2 separate regions of the Mus musculus genome follow, and region 2 is linked to region 1. The links are chromatin contacts, called in public promoter capture Hi-C maps. All regions are on one chromosome and are shown on one strand. Each heading gives the region's core, a stretch centred on a gene start, on an enhancer-like site or on the middle of the called end of the contact. The rest is flanking DNA. Distances are from core to core; before and after follow the strand shown. Region 1 has its middle 32 kb from the start of 4930547E08Rik. Region 2 holds the start of Lmo2 (LIM domain only 2).

Region 1 (4,622 bases), core at 1,360-3,859:
TCTGCCTCCCAAGTGCTGGGATTAAAGGCATGGGCCACCACCACCCAGCGATATAGCTGTCTCTTGTGAGGCTATGCCAGTGCCTGGCAAACACAGAAGTGGATGCTCACAGTCAGCTATTGGATGGAACACAGGGCCCCCAATGGAGGAGCTAGAGAAAGCACCCAAGCAGCTAAAGGGATCTGCAACCCTATAGGTGGAACAATATGCACTAACCAGTACCCCCAGAGCTCGTGTCTCTAGCTGCATATGTAGCAGAAGATGGCCTAGTCGGCCATTATTGGGCAGAGAGGCCCCTTGGTCTTACAAACTTTATATGCCCCAGTACAGGGGAACACCAGGGCCAAGAAGTGGGAGTGGGTGGGTAGGGGAGCAGTAGTGGGGAGGGTATAGGGGATAGCATTTGAAATGTAAATGAAGAAAATACCTAATAAAAAATTGGAAAAAATTGGTTAAGAAACTTGCACATTTATGAAGTAGCCAATGTAAGAGTAAAGATGGAATATAGTCTGGATATAGTTATCTATGTTTATAATCCCAAATCCCAGCACTCAGGGGCCTGGGTCCAAAGGATCTTGGTTTGAAGCCATCTTAGGCTCATATAGACAAGCTTGGGCAAGACAGCAAGATTCTAGCAATAAAAAACAAATTTTTGGGTAAGATAGATTAGTGGCTATCTATGTGAAAGCCAGTAAAGAAGAGAGTCAGAATTTAAAAACAAACAAACAAAACAATACAAAACAAAACAAAACAAAGCAAAGAAAAAAAACAACTTATTTCAAAGAGGGTAACAGAGGAAAACTCAAATTTTTCACACAGGCTGGAGATTTGGCTGGTAAAGTGTTTGCCTATCATGCCCAAAGTCCTAGGTTCAATCCCTAGTGCCCCAGATAACGGGCATGCTGTTGCATGTCTGTGACCCCAGTACTTGGGAGAGAGATTAGAAAAAGAAATGGAAAACTTCAGTGGGATTTACAGATCAATGAAGAAATTATATTGGCAAGCTAAAACTCTTATCTTATACAAAACAGTGAGAAAAAGGTCATGGGTAGGGCTGCACACCCTTAATATCAACACTCTGGAGGAGGAGGGCAGCGGATCGCTACAAGTCCAAGGCCAACCTGGCCTACTTATCAAGCTCCAGGACAGCAAATGCTACAAACTGAGACCCTGTCTCCAAAAAGAAGAGGAAGAGAAAGAGTGGAAGGGAGAAGGAGAAGGGGAGGGGGAGTAAGGATAGGAGAGATGGTTCAACAGTTAAGAGCACTGGCTGCTCTTCCAGGGGACCCAGGTTCAATTCCCAGCACCTACATTGCAGCTCACAGCTGTCTGTGACTCCTGTTCCAGGGGATCTGACACCCTCACACAGATATACGTGCAGGCAAACCCACCAGTGGACATAAAAATAAATTATTTTTAAAAATAAGAAAGGACTCTTCAGGCTTGGGCATGGGCTTCGACCAAGAAGATCGGGATCATCAGGAAATACGGGACCCGTTATGGTGCTTCCCTCCAGAAAATGGTGAAGAAAATTGAAATCAGCCAGCAAGCCAAGTACACTTGTTCCTTCTGCAGCAAGACGAAGATGAAGAGACAGACGAGCCGTCAGCATCTGGCACTGTGGTTCCTGCATGAAAACAGTGGCCGCTGGGGCCTGGACCTACAACACTACCTCTGAAGTCACAGTGAAGTCGGCCATCGGACTGGAACTGAAAGGCCAGTAGAAGCCCTATCTGAGATTCGCCTAGCCTTCAATAAATGGGTTGACAGGCTGGAGAGATCGCTCAGCGGTTAAGAGCACTGACTACTCTTCTGAAGGTCCTGAGTTCAAATCCTAGCAACCACATGGTGGCTCACAACCATCTACATTGTCATCTGATGCCCTCTTCTGGGGTGTCTGAAGACAGCTACAGTGTACTTACATATAATAACTAAATAAATCTTTAAAAAAAAATACTACTAAGTGGTGGCACACGCCTTTAATCCCAGCATTTGGAAGGCAGAAGCAGGTGGATTTCTGAGCTTAAAAATAACTAAATAGCCGGGTGTGGTGGCGCACGCCTTTAATCCCAGCACTTGGGAGGCAGAGACAGGCGGATTTCTGGGTTCGAGGTCAGCCTGGTCTACAAAGTGAGTTCCAGGACAGCCAGGGCTATACAGAGAAACCCTGTCTCGGGAATAAATAAATAAATAAATAAATAAATGGGTTGATTTACAGAAAAAGAAAGAAAGGAAGGAAGGAAGGAAGGAAGGAAGGAAGGAAGGAAGGAAAAACAAGAACGGAAGGAAAGAGGAGAGACAGAGAGATAAAGGAAACAGCGAGAAAATGTTTTTAGTGCTAAAACTGACAAAAATCAAAATATCTGGCAGTGTCAAGAGTTGTCAAGGACAAGAGGAAATGAAAATTCTCAAATTCAGAAGATTGGACGAAAACTGGGACACCCACTGGGAGGACAACCAGCGGCATCTTCTATTTCATTTGTACACCTTGTGACTCAGCTCCTTCCATTCGCAGATGAGTCTGGCACACATCTACAAGAGCAGAGTCACAACTGATCATTGTAGTCTCTTCTGGAATGTTGAAAAACAGGAAGTTATGTTAATTTCTGTGGGTGTGCTGGTTAACAGTGCCTGTCACTCAACAGGCTCCAGAGTTACCTAGGAGACAAGTCTCTAAGCTTGTCTGTGAAGGGGTTTCTTTTTTTTTTTTTTTTTTTTTGGTTTTTTGAGACAGGGTTTCTCTGTATAGCCCTGGCTGACCTGGAACTCACTTTGTAGACCAGGCTGGCCTCGAACTCAGAAATCCGCCTGCCTCTGCCTCCCGAGTGCTGGGATTAAAGGCGTGCGCCACCACGCCCGGTTGTGAAGGGGTTTCTAAATTGAGTTAGCTGAGGTTTGAGACCTACCCTAACATTCCACGTTCTGGGGTTCCAGACCTTCATCTCCCTCTGTTTCTGACTGTGGGTACAATGTGCCCAGTTACTGGTACCATACTTTCCCTGCCATGAGCTCAAGAGATATGCCTCTGCCTCCTGAGTGCTGGGATTAAAGGTTGTGTGCCGCCAAGGCCAAGGGACTCCTTTTTTTTTTTTTTAAATTTATTATATGTAAGTACACTGTAGCTGTCCTCAGATACTCCAGAAGAGGGCATCAGATTTCGTTACAGATGGTTGTAAGCCACCATGTGGTTGCTGGGATTTGAACTCGGGACCTTCAGAAGAGCAGTCGGCACTTTTAACCACTGAGCCATCTCGCCAGCCCCAGGCGAATCCTTCTTAATTCAAGACAAACTCTTCCATCCTTAAGATGCCTTTGTTGGATACTTTGTCACAGCATCCAGAAAAGTTGGCTAAGACAGAAAAGTAGTGAGGAGGTGGAGCCACTGTTTTGAGAAACCTGGCCATTTCAGCTGGTTGAGAGGAATGCGAAACAGTTTGAAACCTTGGGTTAAAAGCCCTAGAACACCATAGTCAGAGTTTAGTGAGCTATTATGGTGGGAGCTGGAAAACCAGAGTGACAAGAGAAACGCTGGCTCTGGAGACCTGGTTCATGAGGCTGCACAGGCAAACAAGGGCTCAATCAGGAACTGGGTTAGAAGCCATTTGTGTGCTATTTCAGGCAAAGAGTTGGCTTCATTCTGTTTATGCCCTGAGAACATGGTAGAGGCTAAATTGGAAAGTAAGTGGACCAATTTGTTTGAAGAAAAATTTCAATAGCATTCAGGCTGTGGCCTGGCTACTGCTCATGGCTGCTTTTCTCTTCACAGTGACAGAGAGCCCAAAGACAGCGTTCAAAAGGAGAGAGGCCAACCAACTGAGGCGTTTGACCCAGCAACTGAAAACAGCCAGCCTGGCAAGTGTTTTCAATGAGTTTTGATTTTTACAAGATGGAGCTTCTAGAGATGTGGCCTTCCCCTGGGGCGCGTCTCCTAATCCCTTGACAATTTCAGCTGTTGGCTCCTTTCCTCACCTAAAGCAGCAGTTCTCAACCTTCCTAGTGCTGCAACCCTTTAATACAGTTCCTCGTGCCATGATGGCCCCCCAACCATAGAATTATGTTGTTGCTCCTTCATAGCTGTAATTTTGCTACTGTGATGAACTGTAATGTATCTGATATGCAGGATATCTGATATGAGACCCCCCCAAGGGGATCGAGACCTACAGGTTGAAAACCACTGACCTAACTAGACCTTGCATTTCTTCTCCGTTTGCCCCACTCCCCCCCCCCCAGCATTGTAAACCTGGATAAAAGCAATCAGCAGTAGTTGTGATACAACCTGAATGTTATCCTGTTATCCTGTCCATCATTGGTCCTTAACTCATAAATCCAGTCTCAAGTTCTCAGGATTCAGACAGATTCTTTGAGGGATATAACACAAATGGCCCTTGACCTCAGTTTCCAGCAGAGTCCTTGTTCTTCTCTGAAACCGCAGGAGTCAGGCCTTGACTGTCTAATTTTGTCTTAGCATTTTGGTCCTACTACAGACTTATACCAGAATGGTCCATTAAGCCTTGCTTACAGCATTTGCTCTAGTTAGCTTTCTGTTGCTGTGATAAGTCAGAACCCTGAGAACAAGCAGCTGTTAATCCCACTAGGCAAGAAGAAGAGCACTACCAAAATTT
Region 2 (4,622 bases), core at 1,447-3,946, 130 kb before region 1:
CTGCATCTGGAGATCCAAGCTGGTAAAGACCCAAGCTGGCTTTGAGCAAGCACTCAGTGAGGCCGCTGGCAGGAGAGCTAGTTGCACGAGAAAGAGACACGAGGGTCTGAGAACAACAGATAAAGACAGGACAAGATTCGGACTCGGTCTATCTTTCTATAATTAATGACATGCCATTACCTCTGTTGAACAATTCAAGCCAAAGACTAAATGAGATTTACCTTAAGTTAATATTTGATATTCTCCCGCCAGCCTGTCCCAAATATGACACCTGAGTATCTCTTTAGCTTTGATTTTCTGGCAAAAATTTCTCAACAATTTCCCAGAAAGAGGGGAAATGTTCCACAGACATTTCCCACGGGGCTTGTCCATCTTCAGTTACAGCCTTCCTTTACCGGACACATACTGCAGGAAAGATGAACTACCAGTGGACCTCCTGAACTAGGTAGGTGCTCACTACTACAGCTATGAGATACCTTTCAGTTTTCTAGTCTGAGGCAATAAAAGGCACCAACTTTAGCAAGAGTAAACTTCCTTTACAGAACACAATTCCCAGGCTGGAGAGAAGGCTCAGCTGTTTAAGGATGATTTCTGTTCTTCCAAAGGACCCAAGTTGGAGTCTCCACACCCAAATCAGATGGCTCACAACTACCTGTGACTCCCACTCTAGGGAGATCCTTCACCTCTAGCCTCCAGGGGACCTGAGCTTAGGTGCACACACACATTCATGTAATTAGTAATTTTTTTAAGAAGCCAAACTCTGTAGATTCAACATCTAATAAAGGATTAGTGGTTAGGTTGTGCTGATAGGGAGCCAGTAAACAGCAGTTCACCAGACTGCCTCCCCAACTGTGTAATCTTATGTCTTGTCCAATTTCTGAAAACTCGGGGCCCAGATGTAATTCTAAGCTTATGCTTAAAAGGGAACAAGCTATAGACACTGACTCTTTAAAGGGTTGTTGTTTCTCTCCTGAGATTTTAAGGAAGCTGGTCCTCTTGCCAACAAACCTAGCTCCTTTCTGAGCTAGTGTCTTAACCTTCAAGACTGAAGAGTGATGTTTATATTCTTGCTGGATCGTGGGACTTCCTGTGTTTTATGAGAACACGCTGGGTTTTTATGCTGCTGGCTGAGGGTAAAGCCCAGGTAAATAAACACCACAGAAGGCTGAAATTGAAGGGGGGGGTGAATAGGAAAACTCCAGCAGGAAAGCACAATTCTTTTAAAGCAGGAAAAGAAAAGAAAAGGGGGGCAAAACCCCACCAAAACAAATGCATCTTAAAAGCCCAAACGGACAAGTCATTAGCAGTGCCTTTGGTCTTGTGTTAACAAATCCCTTCAAAGGATTAGATGAGGACTTCAAAGGAATAAAAACTCAAAACCAGACAGCTAATGACTCTTAAAAGGGCATTTGTGTGGACGTGGAAAAAAAAAAACCGATACCTTCGTTCCTGGCTCCCCTTGTTAAGGCTAGAGAATGGGCTAGGAGGGTACAGGCTGTGGAATGGGGAAGGGAGGGGGGGCTGTTCTTTGCAAACCAGCGCAAAGCTCAGAGCACTAGACAGTACATGCTCATTAAAGCTCTGGTTCGCTGACACACACACACACAGCCCTTCTGAGAGTTCGATGAGATTCTGCTCCCTAGAAAAACATACTAGACAGAAAAAAAAATGTGCACTAACTTTCGAGGTTCACATGCCCGCACTAGGAAACTCAGGGGAGGGGCGAACATGTACCGGGAGGAACGACAGATTAGCAATTCTAGAAGTCTCTGGAGGCCAGAACCAGTTCCCAGGTGGACAAGCGGACCTCATCAACTGTCCGCTCTACTCCGGGCCTGGTAGGAGAGTCGACGTCGGAGACCCCGGGATGTTCTAGTTGGGATGCCCCCCTTTCCAAGGCCAAATGGACAAAAAGGAAGGGAACCTGGAGAGGGTGGGACGAAAAGGGAGAAGGCAGAATCTTGTCCTCCACTCTCCCTGCCCTGCACCTGTGCCTCAGAGCTCCGGGTGCCAGCTCCTGGGCAAACTTTCTGGCCCTGGTAAAGGTTTGGGGAGCTTTCCAGATAGCCCGGAGCGGTCCGCAGGGTCGATCCCAGTTACAGCTTCCGCCGCCCAGTCCCTCTCGGTGTTTCCAGAGTCACCCGCGAGGAAAGAGAACCCCTGGGAGACGGAGGGATCAAGGGCACGCTGCGGGCGCGCACCTGGAGTCAGCCCCTCGCGCCTAGCCTGGGACCCTGTTTGGGGTGCCGGAACAGAAGCGCCACACTTACTCAGACGGGTCCAGGCTCTTCCTTTCGATGGCCGAGGACATTGGGGAGGGGGGCGGCGTGCCGGGCGGCGGGGGCGCTCCCTTTGTGGCGCGTGGCTGGCTAGCTGCCTGGACTCGGACCCCCTCGGGTGCTCGGGCGCCGCCGCTCCTGCGCCTCCTCTTGCTCGGTCGCTCCGCTGGCGAGCTCGCCCCTCCACGCTCAAGGACAGTCACCGCGCTCCCTTCAAACGCCAAAGAGAGAGAGCGAATCATCCAGCTGCCCGGCGCGCGGCGGCCAAGGCAGGGGGCCGGGGAGCAGCCCGGCCTCCCTCCGGTGGCTGCGACAGCTGCCGCTGCTCAGGACTTAACCTTCCATCCCGGTCCCGCTGCCGTCACCACAGCCGCCGCCGCCGCCGCCCGGTCCCGATCGCGCGCAGTAGCCGGCTCCGCCCGGTCGCCCCGAGCCCCTCGCACCTTCGCCGGGGTCGGGGCGCCGGGGGCAGTGAGGGGGCGGCGGCCTGGGGGCGGGGAGCTGACCGCGCGGCTCTCCCCAGGCTCCCTCCTCTCTCGCGAAGGTCTATTTTCGCTCAGCTTCCCTCTGTCTCTGGTTTCATTTCCTTTTTCCTGATCACGATTCAAATACAATAGAAGGAAATCACATTTAAAGAGACAGCTGCCCGCCCCCTCCCCCCTTTTTTTCTTCCTTTTTTTTTTTTTTTTTAAACGGGGCTCCTGGGGATTAGCAATCCAAATAGCGGCGGCGGCGGCGGCGGCGGCGGCAGCGGCAGCAGCAGCAACGGCGACAGCGGCAGCCCTGACTTGGCTTCTTAAAAGGGCCCGCGGCAGAGACCGAGAGTCTCCCCTGAGCCCCTCTCCTGGGGCAAGAATCCCGCTGCCACTAAACTGTCTTTTTCAGAGTTCCCCTTCTTCTGCCTTTCCCTTTGGCCTCAGGCTGAAAGTAACCACTCGCCCGTTCCAGCAGGAAAGAAAAGACAAGAATGTGAAATAAGCACCTGCAGAAATGCAAGCGTTGCTAATGGCTGGCTAGCGCGCGCTCGTCTCGGGTTCGAGGTCCCAAGTCCACAGTCGTGGTGCTCTGCGATGCCCGAGACAGTGCGGCTCTGCTGGCGGCAAGCTAGTAGCTGCGACTGCTCTCCAGAGAGGGGCGCAAGCTGTGTGACCAGGAACCTCACGCGCTAGGTGCGCCTGAGCAGAGCTGGGGGCAGCTAATCCCGCAGGGAGGGTGTCTGGGAGGGACCACGTTGTCCGGGTCTCCTCTCCATCTGCTGGCGGCAGAATTCCCTCCCCTAGCCTCTTTCAAAGAGCGAACTCCAGCGGTGAGGCTGGCCCTCTCTGTAAAGTATCAGCAGCAATACTTGCTTGGACCGGAGGAAGTTCCTTCCCGATAAAAAGACTTTCAGTTATTACTTACTATTATTTTGTCTTATATAAAACAAAGAAAAGGGCAGGTTTCTCCTTCAAGCTTGAAGACAAGTTCTAGAAGGAGAAAGAAATACAGAAGGGAAGAGATGGATTCCAGCTAGCTACTTTTCAGGAGAAAAACCTAGGTCCCCCTGGGCCTTGAGTTCCTTGAAACTGAGTCCAGAAATGATCGTTCAAGGCCCGTTAGCTTATGATGATGACAGTCTTCAGGTTTGTAAAGAGGAAAGTCCCGAGTGCTCTCAGAATCCATTGTTTAGTAAGAACAGCCCGGATCAAAGACATAGGCATTTCAGCCCCAATTTAAAGATTGCTTTAATAACCTAGACCAGCTCACCCCGGAAGATGATAGTCAGAAATGAATTCCCGGATTCCCCGTACTGAGCAAAGTCCTCCCTGATTTCTCCCTAGCAATAGCCTGAACCACTACCCACAGATTCGTGTCATTTCCCTCTCTCTCCATGTCCTGACACGTATACTGAAAGGGAATAATTAAAATCTGTGTTTGTGCGCCTGCCCTCGTGTTGGTCCAAAACCCACCTTCAGTGTATAAAAAGATATTTTCTATTTAAGTCCTTAGTTTTTCTAAATTAAAAAACAAATTTTTTACAATGTTTAGGCAAGCCTAAATTATATGATAAATACATAACTTGTTATTCTACTTTCATTTCTATCTGAAGTGAAAATAAACATTGTTAGTGGTAGCACAGGCCAGTAATCCCAGGTCAGGCAGGGCAGGAGCATTAGGGATTCTAAGTCATCCTCCCCTACAAAGTTCGTCACAGGCCAGTCTGGGCTACAGGAGACAGTGTCTCAAAACCAAAACCAAAAGAAGAAAAAGAAACAATGAAAACACACGGGTTGTGATTAGCAGTATATCTACTTAATAATGATGTTTTAATGCCGAGCCACTAGAACCATATTTCCTGGGGTT

Evidence for each region. Promoter capture Hi-C pulls out the DNA fragments that hold promoters and counts their contacts.
Region 2: a promoter capture Hi-C map of the HPC-7 cell line shows a contact between it and region 1. The contact joins the promoter of Lmo2 here to the enhancer-like site in region 1. A contact is called at or near these places in 22 of 39 promoter capture datasets (the 3T3-L1 cell line, 3T3-L1-derived adipocytes, the C10 cell line and 13 more), 1 of 484 Hi-C or Micro-C datasets (bone marrow-derived macrophages), 12 of 115 datasets of contacts at active chromatin or transcription factors (the HPC-7 cell line, acute myeloid leukemia, bone marrow-derived macrophages and 6 more) and 4 of 9 other capture datasets (adipose tissue, embryonic stem cells, liver and 1 more).

What each region holds. Positions count from the first base shown.
Region 1 is chr2:103,840,493-103,845,114 of GRCm38.p6, reverse strand. No RefSeq gene overlaps it. Among named protein-coding and RNA genes, the nearest start is that of 4930547E08Rik, 32 kb to the right of the region's middle. Within about 2 kb of position 2,609, at least 33 of the 459 cell types and tissues checked have an H3K27ac peak or open chromatin away from gene starts, as enhancers often do. A contact at or near this core is called in the HPC-7 cell line, embryonic stem cells and stem cell-derived epiblast-like cells, where this site is marked.
Region 2 is chr2:103,968,361-103,972,982 of GRCm38.p6, reverse strand. Lmo2 (LIM domain only 2) reads right to left here and starts at 2,696. Exons shown (of 3, transcript NM_008505.4): 1 at 2,271-2,696. The coding sequence starts at 2,521. The region is part of intron 1 of Gm38515 (a long non-coding RNA gene); the gene reads left to right.